2 separate regions of the Triticum aestivum genome follow, and region 2 is linked to region 1. The links are chromatin contacts, called in public HiCAR-type maps. All regions are on one chromosome and are shown on one strand. The core of a region is the stretch at or near the end of the contact, and the rest is flanking DNA. Distances in the headings are between cores, read along the strand shown. Region 1 holds the start of LOC123181508. Region 2 holds the start of LOC123181509 (protein NRT1/ PTR FAMILY 8.5).

Region 1 (7,506 bases), core at 1,474-3,973:
ACAACGACAGAACCTCAATGTATCAAGTTAAGTCCGTTTAACACCATAAACTATGAGCTTCAGGCCGTTTACCCCCCCCCCCCCCCCCCCCCCCAAGCCAAAACCTAATAAACCAGGTAATTATACCTCTCACCATGATTTATCGGCCAGTTTAGCTGATTAGACACCGGCTTAGCTCATCATCCTTGAAAACCATAATCGATGTGATACGGATGCCGCCGCCGGCACTCTCACAGCCCTACGTCCGCAGGAGGGAGGTGATCTCGTGCTTCACCGAGCACAGCCTCGTCGATGGCCCCCTATCAGTTGCCATGAGGGAGACTCTCCAAGACCTCCGCATTGACCTCGACAAGGAGGCGCTCTGCGGCTGCGCGTCAAGGACATTGCCGGACAGCTTAAACCTAGACTAGCTCGTCTACTGCTGCGGCCTATGTTGGCACAGCCCCGATAGCACCGGGTACTTCCAGCGACAAAAACAAATCAGAGCTGACGAGATGTGTACATACACAGCTAGCACACAGTGGCTGACTGATTTGTTCAGGACATCTACTGGTCGCCAATGGCTGAAGCTAGCTAGCAAAACGATCAAGCTGATCGATTCTAGTTGCCAGACGAAAACACACAAAACGCACGACACTCGAGGACTGGTGATTGCAACCTAGTGTCCGCCACAGGGATGCATGGCACACCGTCGCATGGAAGTCTAGCCAGTGCCTCCTCGAGTTAATGCGGGAGTACTTCGGGCTAAGGCGGCCCTGGTCGGCATCGGCCAAGTCGGATGCAGCCCAAACGAACTGGTCACACAGTGCGTCAACTGACTTCGTTGACCGGATCAAACGGTGTCTAATCTGCCAAACCGGTGCCTAATCCACTAAACCAGCTGAATAGCTGATCAATCATGGTTAGGAGGGTAATTACCCAGTTTAATTAGGTCAAGGGGCTAGATGTACCAAAAAAGATTGCTAGAATAGGACTTTTGGAGGATTATAACCCTTGGGAATTTTTCCTAAGTTGGTCATTTGATTTGTAGGAATGGATCCTATAGGAATTTTTCCTAAGGAATCATCTGTTCTACGTTCCACAGGAAATCTAGCATCCACTCCAACCTCTTTTTACAATTCTTTGTTTTTCCTGTGACACCAAACACTCTGGTATCCTATATCATTCGAGCAGGCATGCCACTCCATTCCTGTATTTTTTCTTGTTCCTGCGTTTTGAATTCATGTGAATCAAAGAGGCCCTTCGGGAGGGAAATGGTCCAGAGCTGATACTTTGAGGTGTTAAACAGACTTATCTCACATTTTATTGACATTCTTTTTTCCTTTGGAAAAGGATTGCTGAATTTTACGATTGACTATGTCAAAATAGTATAAGGTAAAGTGTAGCTTTTAAGTAACTTTACTGAAACGATTAACAGATGCTGTAGTTGCTAAGTTATACAGGAATGAAGAACTACTGATATTTACTAAGATGATCAACTAGATTAATTTGCCCTTGATCTCGGTGACAACTACACTTGGTATAGAAAGATCCGGAACAATCGTGGAAAGGCGAGCAGAGTATCCATCATATGCTTCCATTCTGTGATTTGAGAGACATGATACATCTATACAGCAGTAGTAATTCGAAAGTGTGGGAAGGATCGCCCTATGCGCTACAGCAGGCTAGCATTTGCTACTACTCCGTATTTACTAAGATGGTCCCTCGGTGGCAACTATACTTTGGTATAGATTGATCAGGAGCAACTGCGGAAAGAAAATCAGCTGTTATCCATCGTATGCTCGCGATTTGAGAGACATGATGCACAAAAGTTAAAAAAAAAATCACTAGGTGTTAGTTGTGCATTCTGCAACCGCCTTGCGCTTTTCTGACCAAAGTACATGCTTAAGCGCAATTATGTGCTAGGCATTTTGCTATCGCCTAGAGCCTAGGCGTGCCTTTTTTTAAACTATATTGATGCATCTATACGACAGTAGTAATTCGAATGTGCGGGAAGGATTGCGACGCCACAGCAGGCTAGCATTTGTAAGATTGAAAGGCATAGTTTGGTACCGTCATCAATTAGAAATACATGGATCTAGAGCAATTTAAGCAAAACGTGAGTACGTTGTGGAAAAGGAACTGCAACTAGCAGACGAAGAGCATCGCACCTTTTGATGTGCGTTGTGGCGCTTGCCGGCCCTCCACCTGCGGATCTGGCCGTCCTTCATCGTTCTGAAGCGGAACTTCATGGACCTGACACGCACACCACCATGAGATTCAGAAATGCAGGCAATACACTGGCGGTGAAGGGAGGGTGAGTTGGGAACCTACGAGGGGGCCTTCATCTTGTATTTCTTGACTTTGGAGATGGTGGGCGTGGTCGGCGCGCGGGACCTGCCCTTGATGGCGTAGTGGCGCAGCTGCATCGCCATCACCGGAGGCCGGACGATCGAAGCGGCTGCCGCCGAGTGGAACAGCGAGCCCATGATGGGCAGAGGCGCCTGGGTGTGGGAGTGGTCGCGGCGGAAGGGGAGGGAGGGCACGGGCGAGCGGGCATGGACGACGGTGGGGGAGGAGAGGAAGCGGCGGGCGAGGCCGGCGGCGGAGGAGCAGCACCACCGCCGCATCGTGCCGTGTTGTTGCGTGGCGGGCCTCAGCAAGCAGCTAGGGTTTCAGTTTGCTTCTCTCCCTCATCTGTGTCCATCTTGGAGCGTACTGAGAAGATAGCCCAGCCCAAGCTGGCGCCTACTACTCCAGCCCAGCCCATTTCACACCACTCGTGTTTTACTTTACAACACAATCGTTGAAACCTATTCGCCGCTCGTTGCGTCGAACTGTCGACGCAACGCACATGCCACACACAGGGAGCGAGGGATCTGGGCCGGCCCCTAGAGCGTGACCACAGTGGGAGTCAATCGGTTTTGGGAACCTTCTAGATGGTTCCCCAAAACCGGGTTTTTCTGTTTTTCTTTCTTCTATTGGGTTTTTCGTTTTTTATTTTCTGTTCCCAGAGCCTATTCGCCGCTCGTTGCGTTGAGATGGATGTGTGGCCACACGAAGAAGGATAGAGTCCGGAATGATGATATACGAGATAGAGTTGGGGTAGCACCAATTGAAGAGAAGCTTGTCCAACACCGTCTGAGATGGTTTGGGCATATTCAGTGCAGGCCTCCAGAAGCTCCAGTGCATAGAGGACGGCTAAAGCATGTGGAGAATGTCAAGAGAGGTCGGGGTAGACCGAATCTGACATGGAAGGAGTCCGTTAAGAGAGACCTGAACGATCGGAGTATCACCAAAGAACTAGCTATGGACAAGGGCGCGTGGAAGCTTGCCATCCATGTGCCAGAGCCATGAGTGATCGCGAGATCTTATGGGTTTCACCTCTAGCCTACCCCAACTTGTTTGGGACTAAAGACTTTGTTGTTGTTGTTGTTGTTGTTATTGTTTCTTTTTTTGTTCTTTTTTTCCTTTTCTTTCTTTTTCTTTCTTTCTTTTTCTTTTATTTTTTCATGTTTTCTTTTTAAAGTATAATTTTCTTTTCAAAATTTTTCCAAAAATTTTAAATATCAGTCAGAATTCAAAAAAGTTCTTGTTCTAAAATTTTGTTCAGAATTTTAAAATGATGTTCATAGTTTCAGCATTTTTGTTTACAATTTAAAAATGTTCCTTTTAGAAAAATCAAAAAATGTTTGAAAATTTCAAATTTGGTTCACATTTCAAAAATTGTTCCCAATTTTCCAAAAAAAATCTGAATTCCGAAATTTGTTCATGTTTTTCAAAAAATGGAGATTCCAATTTTTTCCCATGTTTTCAAAAAATTGCAATATAAAAAATGGTTTGTAATTTCAATATTTGTTTGTGTTTTCAAGAAAGTTCACAGTTTCAATCTTTTTTTCGTGTTTCTAATTTTTTTTGGTATATCTAAATTTGTTCGTGTTTTCAAAAAAATGGAGTTTCAACTTTTGTTCATTTTTTTAAAAGTTCGCAGTTTCAAATAAATGTTCGGAATTTCAAAATATGTTCATGTTTTCAAAAAAAGGATTTTTAAAAAATCGTGTTTCTAAAAATTGTTTGAAATTTCTAAATTTGTTTGTATTTTCAAACAAGTTTGGAGTTTCAAATTTTGTCCGTGTTTTAGAAAATTGTTCGGAATTTCAATTTTTTGTTCTCATTTTTCAATACATCTTCAGAATTCAAAAAGGTATTCCAAGTTTTCAAAGATTATCCATGTTTGCAAAACATTGTTCGCATTTTCAAAAGAAATTAGAATTTAACAAATTGTTTGCGTTTTTTAAAACATTGAGTAATGTTGATTTACGTTGCTGCAGTTTGTTCTTTAGAATTGGCGCTACACATTTTCCACAATCATTGGTCAGTTCACCCGTCTAGCGAGGTGACGACAGCAACAGAAGGCCTCGAGATCGAATCTTTAGTTGCCCATATTATATGTTTCGGAATTTTTGCGCCCGACCGGTGGCTAAGAGCTTTACCCCCAATGGGCCGGCCCAGTTGTGCGCGCTCTGTGTGAAGAGGCGTCTATTTGCCGCAGAATGCGGTAAATAGGAGCTCCCACAATCGTTGCTCAAAAAAACTTAACAATACTATTTTTTTATCATAGTATAAAAACATGGGGATTACTCCTATAAAGAATGTGGAGTACGCACCTCCTACAGGGTCGGTTGCGCCCGGTTTGGACGGGTGCCGTGTTGCGTTGGTGTCCAGCTCGAATCGTAGCTTCGCTCGTGTGAGCCTGTCAGCCAGATGTTTGTCCCGCATGAGCATGTGCATTTGGTACGCCTATGAGTCCAGATATAACCTTGCTTTGTGCTTGGTTGTCTGACGTGGATGGGACATGCAACATCGGTTGGGTTGCTTAAAAACACCCCGTGTGCCCATCCTCTCGTATCGCCTCCTATATTTTTTTCTTGTTGTCGTGGCTCTCTCCTTCCATTTGAATTCAACGAAGCACAACGGCATCCCCTCGCTTCGCTCCCCTAAACAGAAAGGTGAACTTCCCTGTCGGGCTTCCTGTGGGTTTGTGTCAGCTCAGGTCCATCTTTGCCTAGCCAATCATCGTTGCGCTCAAGTAGGGGAGGGTGGCGGAAACCAGGGGCGGCCGATGGTTGTTTCCAGTTTCGCTTAAAAAGGTGCAGAAGAAGTCTGCAGTCGTCGTGCCATGGTCTCCTGGGCCTGCATCGTCTTTCTTGCGCTTTCATTGTGCTTTTCTCTCCCCTCGTCCTGCAGGTATTGTGACTTCCCATTACAAACTTTGATCTATTTTGCGACGCTTCAGTTGTGTCATGTATAACCCGTTTTCGTCATGGAAAAAACACTGGCGACATTTTTCGGTGGTCGCGCCCATCGTCACCGAAGCGCCATCATAGAAAATAAAATTTTGATGGTACCAATTTTTTCGTCACGCAAGTTCGTATGTTAGGTGACAGACCAAAAAATGTCACCAGCGGTCGTCTTCGGCGACGGCCCAGAATGTAACCTATGATGGCCCAATCTGTCACCTAAAATCTTTTTGGTGACGATAATCCCGTCACCGGTGATCGGTCCGGGGGGGTTGACCCGTCAAAGATTTAGACAGGTGGGGCCAGCAGTTGCTGAGGTGGCTTCTTCTATGTGGGTCCGGCATGGGTTTTATCATCGACGGTCCCGTCAGTAATAAATCACAATGAGTTTTTACCGGTCAATGTTGCTGACATATGGGCCCAGAAGATGCTGATGTGGTTGCTTACATGTGGGACCAGGCATCATTTTTTTGGTGACGATGTGTCGTCTGACTGGTCAACGGTTCTACCATGGGGCCCCCTTAAATAGGCCCCCACGAATCTAACCATTATGTTCTAGAAAAGTTCAAATAGTACCACCGTTTAAGGGAGCGGTACTACCTCTAGATATTGGTGGGTAACAGATCCCCACAGTAGTACGCACAACATAATAGCAGAAGTACCGCACAAGCGGCACTACCTCTAATTATTGGTGGCTAACAGAAAACCCCATGGTAGTATGCGCAACACAACAGCAGAAGTACAACACAAGCGGTGCCACCTCTAATTATTGGTGGGTAACAAAAAACACCACGGTAGTACGCGTGATACAACAGCAGAAGTATCGCACAAGCGATACTACCTCTTAAGGGGAAGGTGCTATCTCTAAATAGATAGCAGCAGAGCCATAACATCCATAACTTCTGCAAACGAACTCTGAAATCAGCACTCAAGCTTGTTGGATAGATGACGACAAGCACTATCCAACAAGGACTGGATAAATTAAGAACTAGTAATGGAGAAGAAATGCCAATTGGATAAAGAAGAGAACCTTCCCAAAATATGAACCGGCAAAATCTCCAACACCGAAAACGCAAAGATGATGCATCAAACTCTGTTTCGATGAACTTGAGTTTGACAAGAAGATGAACACAAACTCTAAAACCTAACAAAGAGAAAAAACAAATATGATGCCAAGGATGCAATGGTTTGACCTCTCTATGAACGATACGATCAAGCTACTCACCCGAGAGAGCCCATTAATAGTACGATAATCACCTATAACCCGGTCTCCTAACTAACACCATGAGACCGATAAAATAGAAAACTATCAAGGTCAAACATTTGCCTTGCGCATAATCCAGTTGAGCTAGATGATGACGATCATGCCCGCTTCAAGATGGAACACCTTTCTTGGTAGCGCACGCTTGGTGAGGACTCACGATTTGCTTCCCCATACTCCACTATGGGAGAGCTACTTTTAGGCACATCTTCACAAGACCATTATCACCAAATGGTCGACAAGCTTCAAGCATGTGATCTCTTTGTTATGCTCCTCTTGAACTTGCACACTGCAACCTTGATGACGATCACCACTTGATGCCATCCTCTCTTGGGCTATATGAGATCTTCCTTTTGATGCAAGCCCATGGAAAGATACCTAACCCCACATAGAAACACCAAACACATAGATCATGGGTTAGTTCACAGTGTGTAATGGACAATGCTTACCATACTGTGATATCACATGACCCCACTTGGTACATATTCTATGCTTTGTGTGTTGATCAAATTGAATCCACTCTTAGCACTTTGTCTGGATCAACCTTGTATCTTTCATACTTTCTTCATTAAGATGATGACTTGAAAGGTAACATGAATGTTCGCACAATTTTCTTCTTCAAGACATGCTTACAATAGGCTCAACTCTCGATGACCAATCTTTGGATACCTTCTTGAATAACACCTTGGTCAACACATGATCTCCTTATAACCTCGAAACCAACATATGGTATTAAGCAACGCCTATGGGCAAACCATTAAGTATAACTCAAAGCAATCATTAGTGACGCGGAGCATCCTACGGTCATCTCCATGTACACCTTCATAGCACCTCAAGCCCCAAGTGGACCTACCGGACTTAAGGTGAACCCGCTCCTCTTCAAGATTTACATGAATATCCACTGGACTTGGTTGCTACCTCACCATGGAACGTTGTGCATCATTAGGTACGAGGGCAACCGCCACC
Region 2 (7,506 bases), core at 1,316-3,815, 420 kb after region 1:
CCCCCCATGGCAAGTCCGAATTGGACTAGGGAGGGGGCGGCGCCCCCCTCTTTCCTTCTCCCTCTCTTCCTCCTTCCCTCTCTCCCCCTCTTGGAAAGGAAGGGGACTCCAACTAGGGAGGGGGCGGCGCCCCCCTCTTTCCTTCTCCCTCTCTATGGCGTGCGCCCCCCTTGGCCGGCCTCTTCCTCCCCCCTCCTTTATATACGTGGGAGGGGGCCACCCCATAGAGACACCAAGTCTTCTTTTTAGCCGTGTGCGGTGCCCCCTCCACAGTTACACACCTCGGTCATATTGTCGTAGTGCTTAGGAAAAGCCGTGCACCGGTAACTTCATCATCACGGTCGCCACGCCGTTGTGCTGACGGAACTCTCCCTCGTCCTCAACTGGATCAAGAGGCCAACTCGGTCATATTGTCGAGGGACATCATCGTGCTGAACGTGTGTTGAACACGGAGGTGTCGTACGTTCGGTACTTGGATCGGTTGAATCGCGAAGACGTTCGACTACATCAACCGCGTTACTAAACGCTTCAGCTTTCGGTCTACGAGGGTACGTGGACATACTCTCCCGTCTTGTTGCTATGCATCACCTAGATAGATCTTGCGTGATCGTAGGATTTTTTTTAAATACTGCGTTCCCCAACACAATGGAGTTTGGGGGAGGAAGAGGTCAGTCTTCTTGGGGGAAGAAGATCCCCTCTTATAGTGGGGGACAAATCCAACGGTTATGCACCTCTCAGCCCGCAAGCAAGCGGTACTACCGTTCTGGGAGCGGTACTACTGCTCCTTACAGGACACACAGGAGATTAGAAGAGCAGGGGAGAGAACAGAGCAACGGGTGGTGGTAGCCGTGGTAGTAGGGGCGGTACTACCGCCTATAGGCGGTACTACCGCTGCTACTACCACCTATTTTCTAGGGGCGAACAGGTAGCACGGTGGAGACCCTGAGGCACTATCGTAAAACCCGACACGAAAAAATCAAGGCCCCAACTACAAGCGGTAGTACGAGCGGGAGTAGCAGCGGTACTACCGCTGCTGCCCGCGGTACTACCTCTTGTAGCTCTCCACCCCTTCTTCGGCACAAACGAAGGACAACTCCAATGAAGCGGAAAGAGGCGATGGGTGCAAATATGAGTGTGTACGTGTTGATTCCAACCGAACCTTTCCGAAACGGACCCCCCTCTTGATAGTATGGTTTTCCCTACGACTCAAATCCACCAAAACGAACCGAAGGAAAGAAACCGTCTTCACTTGAAACTCCGAGGGGTACGAATCGTCTTGTGCCATATGCTTGATAGTCTGAAATGCTCAATGCACACGATTAGTCCACAAACACATTGTCATCATTCACCAAAACCATTTAGGGAGAAATATGCCCTAACACATTGCTTATGGGAAGCGTTTTTTTTGAAACGAAGGCATAAGATTAGCCTCATCCATTAATTAAGGGAGAAATAGAGTTGGGGTTACAACAAGACGCAAAAGCGCCAACACTAGTAAAGCTACTGTCCCGACATTAGTTCACCCAATCGCTTTGCACCCGTGATGACCCATTACTTCTTTCTTAATCTCCTCCATGAGAATCGTTGTAGGGCCGGATTTGTGCCGGAAGACCCTTGCATTCCTCTCATTCCAAATGGTCCAACACATGAGTGATGGAAGCCATCGCACTCCTGTTTGGGATGTTCCTTCCAGAAATTTTGATCCACCAATCTTTTATGGACCTTTCCATAGCCCAAACGATGGTGTCAAGGTGCACTAGTTGGAGCCAATCCCGGACCAAATCCCAAAGCCTCAAAGTGTAGCGTCATTCGTATAGCAAGTGAGATGATGTTTCCGGCTCCCTTCTACATAGCGGGCAGAGGCCACAATTTATCCTAGTGCGCTTGCCAGCATATCCGCCATCCGAATCCTTCCTTGGATTGTCAATCACGCAAAGAATTTGGCCTTTGGGATGAGAAGCGAATCGTGCGGCACATGAGCTAGCACGGTTTAGTTTCAGTAATAAGAATTCCTGTAGTTGGGTCGATGAACCAGTTGAGAAAACTGATGAATGATATACTTCACCAAAAAATCACATCGTCTGGTTTGATTTGATTTGTGGAGATGAGCTTAAGCCTGAAGTTTAGAAAAACAAGTGAATGGCGCAGTTGGATGTGGATAGATGGACAGCCCGCAAGACAGCGAATGAAGTCATGCCCCACACACACTTCAATCAAATCAAAGAAACGAAAAAAAAGGGAAAAACAAGCTTCGACGAACTGGACAGGGCAGGGACGAACACCTGATAATTTATTTATTTTTTCTCAGGGAGAAATAAATAAAGGACATGCTCAACACGGGTGGAATAAAGTCGCCGGTGCTACTGCTACAGAGGGAATCAGGGAAGATCCGGTTTCGCTGTCTACAGCAGTAGTATACTTAGAGCTCGAGGACATGAGGAAATGAATGGAGTTGGGTGGGTCTGAATAGAAAGCGACGGAGATAATTAAAATACGCAACGCGCGGTAAACACGGCGCACGCAAATAATGAAGCCACAGTTCGATGAGAGCGAGCGGGATGGGAACACACACGTGCCCTGATGCTGCTTAACAGTAGTACTAGTAGTTGAGGCAGGAGAGTAGATAGAAGAAATAAAAGTCGTTGGTACTGGCGGCTACGTGCCAAGGACGACCACCAAGTAGCTGGGAGGCTGGAACGGGAGGGAGCGGAGCGGACCCGGGGGAAGGCGAGAGAGTCGGAGGGAGCCCCGCTCCGGCCAGCCTCCGTCGGCACCCACGGCCGGCAGCGGCAGCGGCACGCCATGGACGCGGAGGCCGGAGAGGCGCCCCTCCTCTCCCACCAGCACAACCCCAACCAGGTAACCCGCCTTCCCCACCGGAAAAGCCCATTCCCCAAAAACGCCCGCCTACCCGCCACCCATTTATTTCTCTGCTCTGGCTCTGGCTCTGGCTCGGCGGCTCTACTACATCAGAAATCTTCTTCTACCACCACCAGCAGCATCTCTCGCGTCGCAAGCAGTGAGAGATTGAGACCAGACTCCTCGGATTCATGGCCACGCCACGGGGTTCAGATTCAGCACCGGTTTTGTCAGATAGGGTTGGTGTTGCTCAATTTTAGTACTACTCTCATTGTAGACTGTATGTACACGACGCTCATCCTGTTAGATCTCTCAGCCGCTCGCTCGCTTGCTTGTAGCAGCAAGCAGCGCGCACATTCCGATCTCGGCTCACTTAAATTACATCCAAATTCCAACTTAGATTCGCACTCCTGTTTGCCACTCCTCTGCACTGACGCTTGGACACTTGCTATCCGCCTCAAACTAAATCTCTCAGCTCTCATCCCAGCTCCCTAAATTGGTCAACCATATTTTTTCCTCATTTCAAATCCACAATTTGGTCACCTTTAACTTGGTTCATATGTTTCTCCATGCATACAGGTCTCGTCAGCAGATCACAACCACAAACCCTTCAACTGGAAGGCTCCTGCTATTATCTTGGGTCGGCTCCTCCTCATATTTCTTCCTGCCAGTCTCATGAATGCAAACAAACCTACTATGTGATGAACATTTTCTGATGTTGCAACAAAATTAACACTCCTTTTCGCTGCAGCGTTTGAGTTCTTGGAGAGCATTGCCTACGCTGGTATTGCCCTCAACTTGGTAGTATATCTTGGGAAGGTCCTTCATGGAACTACGGCTTCAAATGCCGCGAATGTCGATACATGGAACGGCACCACGTTCCTCACGCCCGTCCTCGGAGCATTTCTTGCTGATACATACTGGGGGAAGTACAAGACCGTGGCCATCTCCATAATATTCTATCTTACTGTAAGTACATGCATTCTATTACTTCAGAACTTGCTCTCTTTTATGCCCATTTTGTTGCAGTCATCATGTGTGATTTCTTAACTCCTAAATTTGTCTGTCAACAAATAGGGGTTGCTCATCATAACTGCTTCGGCGATCATTCCATCTTTACAACCCGCCGCATGTGAAGGAACTTCATGCCCTCCTGCCACAGGGTTTCAGAATTTTGTCTTCTTTACTGCACTATACCTTGTCTCGGTTGGGACTGGAGGGGTTAAATCAGCTTTGCTCCCACTTGGAGCTGATCAGTATGATGATTCAAACCTTGAACAGAGTAAAAAGAAGCAGGCTTTCTTTAGCTGGTTCTTCATTGCCATTAACCTTGGCGTCTTCATCTCGGGGACAGTTGTTGTATGGATACAGCAAAATGTTGCTTGGTCTCTTGGATTTGGCATCTCATCGATATGCCTCATTATCGCCACAGTTGCCTTCTTGGCAGGAACACCAATCTACAGGGTTCAACTTCCTACTGGAAGCCCACTTAAAAGTCTTGTAGCGGTGTTTGTTGCATCATTTAAAAAGAGAAAAGTGGAGGTTCCTGCTGATAGCTCAATATTGTTTGATGGAAATGATGCTGACTTAACCAATGAAGCACCAAACAAATTGGCACATACTGAAGGATTCAGGTATGTTTATCACATGATGGAATCCAAGTCTGCTAGCCTAGCTGGACAAGTTAGTTTAAATTTGTCTGTTTTAACAAAAGAAACTTACCTCACATGTTTTCTAGAATTCCCCACTAGCTACAAATAGACATCTGGAAGGTGTAATATCCCCCTTAACATTATTTTACGAAAACAGGGTCAACAAATATTTATGAAATTACTAGCGGCTTTTATGTTCATTTTCTTATAATGAATGATGTTGTTAGAGCTATTAGAAAAGATCTTTGTATTAAAAAGTTACATTGTCATGTAGCCTTGATTTGTTCATGTGAATCTCAAAGAGAAATAAAGCTCAATTTGCCCTTATATCGTACTCTTCGTCAACCACAACCCCCAATTGTAATTAGTCAGAACAATTTGGCATGAAATATATCAGTCCTAATTAGCCCCATCTCATCTACCAGATAGAATTAAATGTCTCGCAATATTGTGGATGTGAGTCATGTTATGTTATGATCAAACATTAGAATTTTGTGTGGCTGTGTGCATTGCAATATGCAGAGGCCGGGTGTTACCCTCCTTTCCACACCAAAAAAACATTAGATTTTTTGCATGCGTAATACAGCCTAAAACCACAACTTTAGTTTCTGTAATGCTTTAGTTACAATCATGGACTGGTGGTGAAGATTGTGTTTTGCAATTTGAGTTATTCTTGTTACCTTTTAGTCGAATATGTATTCTGCACTTTGACATTTCAATCCTTTCAGGTGCTTAGATAAGGCTGCTGTAGTCTTAGGGGACCAGGAGATAAAGGAGAGCCTTTCTGGGCGTCCATGGATGCTATGCACTGTAACTCAGGTGGAGGAAGTGAAGATTCTTGTTCGGATGCTTCCAATATGGTTCACCAGCGTGTTCTACGCAGCTTCCATGTGCCAAACAGCCACCACCTTCATCCAACAGGGGAACAAAATGAACACAAAGATTGGATCCTTCTCCGTCCCTCCTGCTTCCATGAACTCTGCCTCGGTGGTCTTCATGATGATCTTTGTCGTGATCCAGGACACCATTGTGATCCCAGTAGCCAGACGATACACCGGAAACGTCGCCGGGCTCACGCAGCTGCAGCGGATGGGCGTCGGCCGGTTCCTAGCGGTCCCTGCGCTGGCCGCGGCCGCGCTGGTTGAAATGTGGAGGCTGCGCAGCGTCGCGGCCGGCCACAACCTGAGCATAGCATGGCAGCTCCCCCAGTTCATGCTCATCGCCTGCTCCGACGTGTTCTGCGGCATAGCTCAGCTCGAGTTCTTCTACTCGGAGGCCCCCATGTCGATGCGGAGCCTGTGCTCGGCATTCTCGTTCCTTGCAATGTCGCTTGGTTACTACCTGAACTCGATGATCATCTCGGCCATCGCTGCTCTGTCGAAGAGCGGGGGCGGGCAGGGCTGGCTTCCCGCCGACTTGAACGACGGGCATCTCGACTACTACTTCTGGCTGTGGGCGGGGATCGGCGCGGTGAACTTTGTTGTGTACACGGCGTTCGCGAAGAATTATACGGTGAAGAAAGTCGAGCTCCGGTGAACATGGTTTGCTGTCGGTTATCCTCTTTGTTGTATATGCACCGTCTACAAAACCACTTTGACGTAATTAAATATCGCCGAAATTCCTGAAGTTGTGTTCATTTGAATAAAAGGTGCCTTTGGAACACAAATGAAACAAAGCTAGCTCTGTTTACAGCTGCGTACCCTCTTTGTTCTTTTTATCTGAGTAAGGTGTAGCAAATGGTACCCCAGAATAAGTATGAGCCGTCCATTTGCGCCCATCTAATGGTTAATCTTGACCCGTACTCCATGACAGTCTTAAGGAGTACCACCTCTAGAAATGTACAGAGTACCTCCATTTCAAGGGTAAAATCGTAATCAAGAGATTTTCACTTAATGATGTGATTAAACCAAATAGAAAATAAATATAACACTGTTACCTAGGTAACGCTACTCATGAGGGCAACAGATTTGGCTAACCCTAATTATAAAAAAAATCCTAAGAACCCTAATTCTTTAAATCACGATCAAGTTGTGGTGACCGGGGAGTGGCTTCAGGCCACCACCGCGGTGGACTGGACTGAGCAGACGCAGCCAGGATGGGCTCCGGGCCATGCACGTTCATCTCTCTGGTCTGCGCTATGTGAGCCTGCAGGAACGCCGCCGCCCGCCGGCTGGCTTCTCCGGGCTTATGGCGGCCAACCGGCAACCACACAACGATATACTAATCATATATGTATTCCGTTTGCACATCGGTGATGGCCATGTGATGCATACACACGTTCATCCTGGAATTAAATCGCACCTAACTTGCAGTGATCGCAATTCCTTTTCCGCGGCGACAGATCTATACTCGTTGCGTTTCAATGGGGAAGATTAGGCCCAGTTCTACCCCCAAAAAATATTGATACAAGAACTGAACTACCCCTGCTGATGGATGGCCAGATTTTAATGGTACTCCAACGCACTAAATGGAGTACAAGGGTACCGTAAAAGAGCTCAATTGAACATTGACTCAATGGCAGGAGTGCAGGCCGTCGAACCCCGCCCACCCGCCTCTGAATTCCCACGGTAATTCCGCTGGTGTACTATCCGCGTTTATTATTCGCGGAGACGTCTCACTTCTACTAGTACTACGTAACAGGGGGCAGTTAAGTGAGGGGTCCTTCCTCCTTTGGACCCATTTCTTAGGTGTAGCAAATGTCACCGAAACTTCGTCTTCCGTGTTCATATGAATAGAAGCGCGTATGGAACAGAAATGGTTCATCTTGATCATCATCTGGTACATGGACCGACGACATCTTCAGTCAGTAAGCTATAGTAGCGAACAAACAGCGATGCTGGGACTGGACCGTTCTTCTGCACTTTCTGGTGTAACCAGCAATACATCTCTCGAGCGGTTCTTGTTGACCAGAAGGCAGCAACACATTTGCAGATCACACTTGAATCAATGTGCCTAGACCAGTAGTTGAGGAATTGGTTGGGATTGATGAGAGTCA

What was found. HiCAR-type assays count read pairs that join an accessible place to other places.
Region 2: a HiCAR-type map of leaf shows a contact between it and region 1, with 6 times the contacts expected there. The contact joins the promoter of LOC123181509 here to the promoter of LOC123181508 in region 1. A contact is called at or near these places in 2 of 5 Hi-C or Micro-C datasets (both in leaf) and 1 of 1 datasets of contacts at active chromatin or transcription factors (leaf).

What each region holds. Positions count from the first base shown.
Region 1 is chr1D:286,271,520-286,279,025 of IWGSC CS RefSeq v2.1, forward strand. It overlaps LOC123181508, which reads right to left and starts at 2,724. Exons shown (of 3, transcript XM_044593782.1): 1 at 2,314-2,724; 2 at 2,151-2,235. The coding sequence starts at 2,609.
Region 2 is chr1D:286,687,469-286,694,974 of IWGSC CS RefSeq v2.1, forward strand. LOC123181509 (protein NRT1/ PTR FAMILY 8.5) reads left to right here and starts at 2,566. Exons shown (of 8, transcript XM_044593785.1): 1 at 2,566-2,859; 2 at 3,439-3,499; 3 at 3,611-3,828; 4 at 3,937-4,493; 5 at 5,240-6,023. The coding sequence starts at 2,803.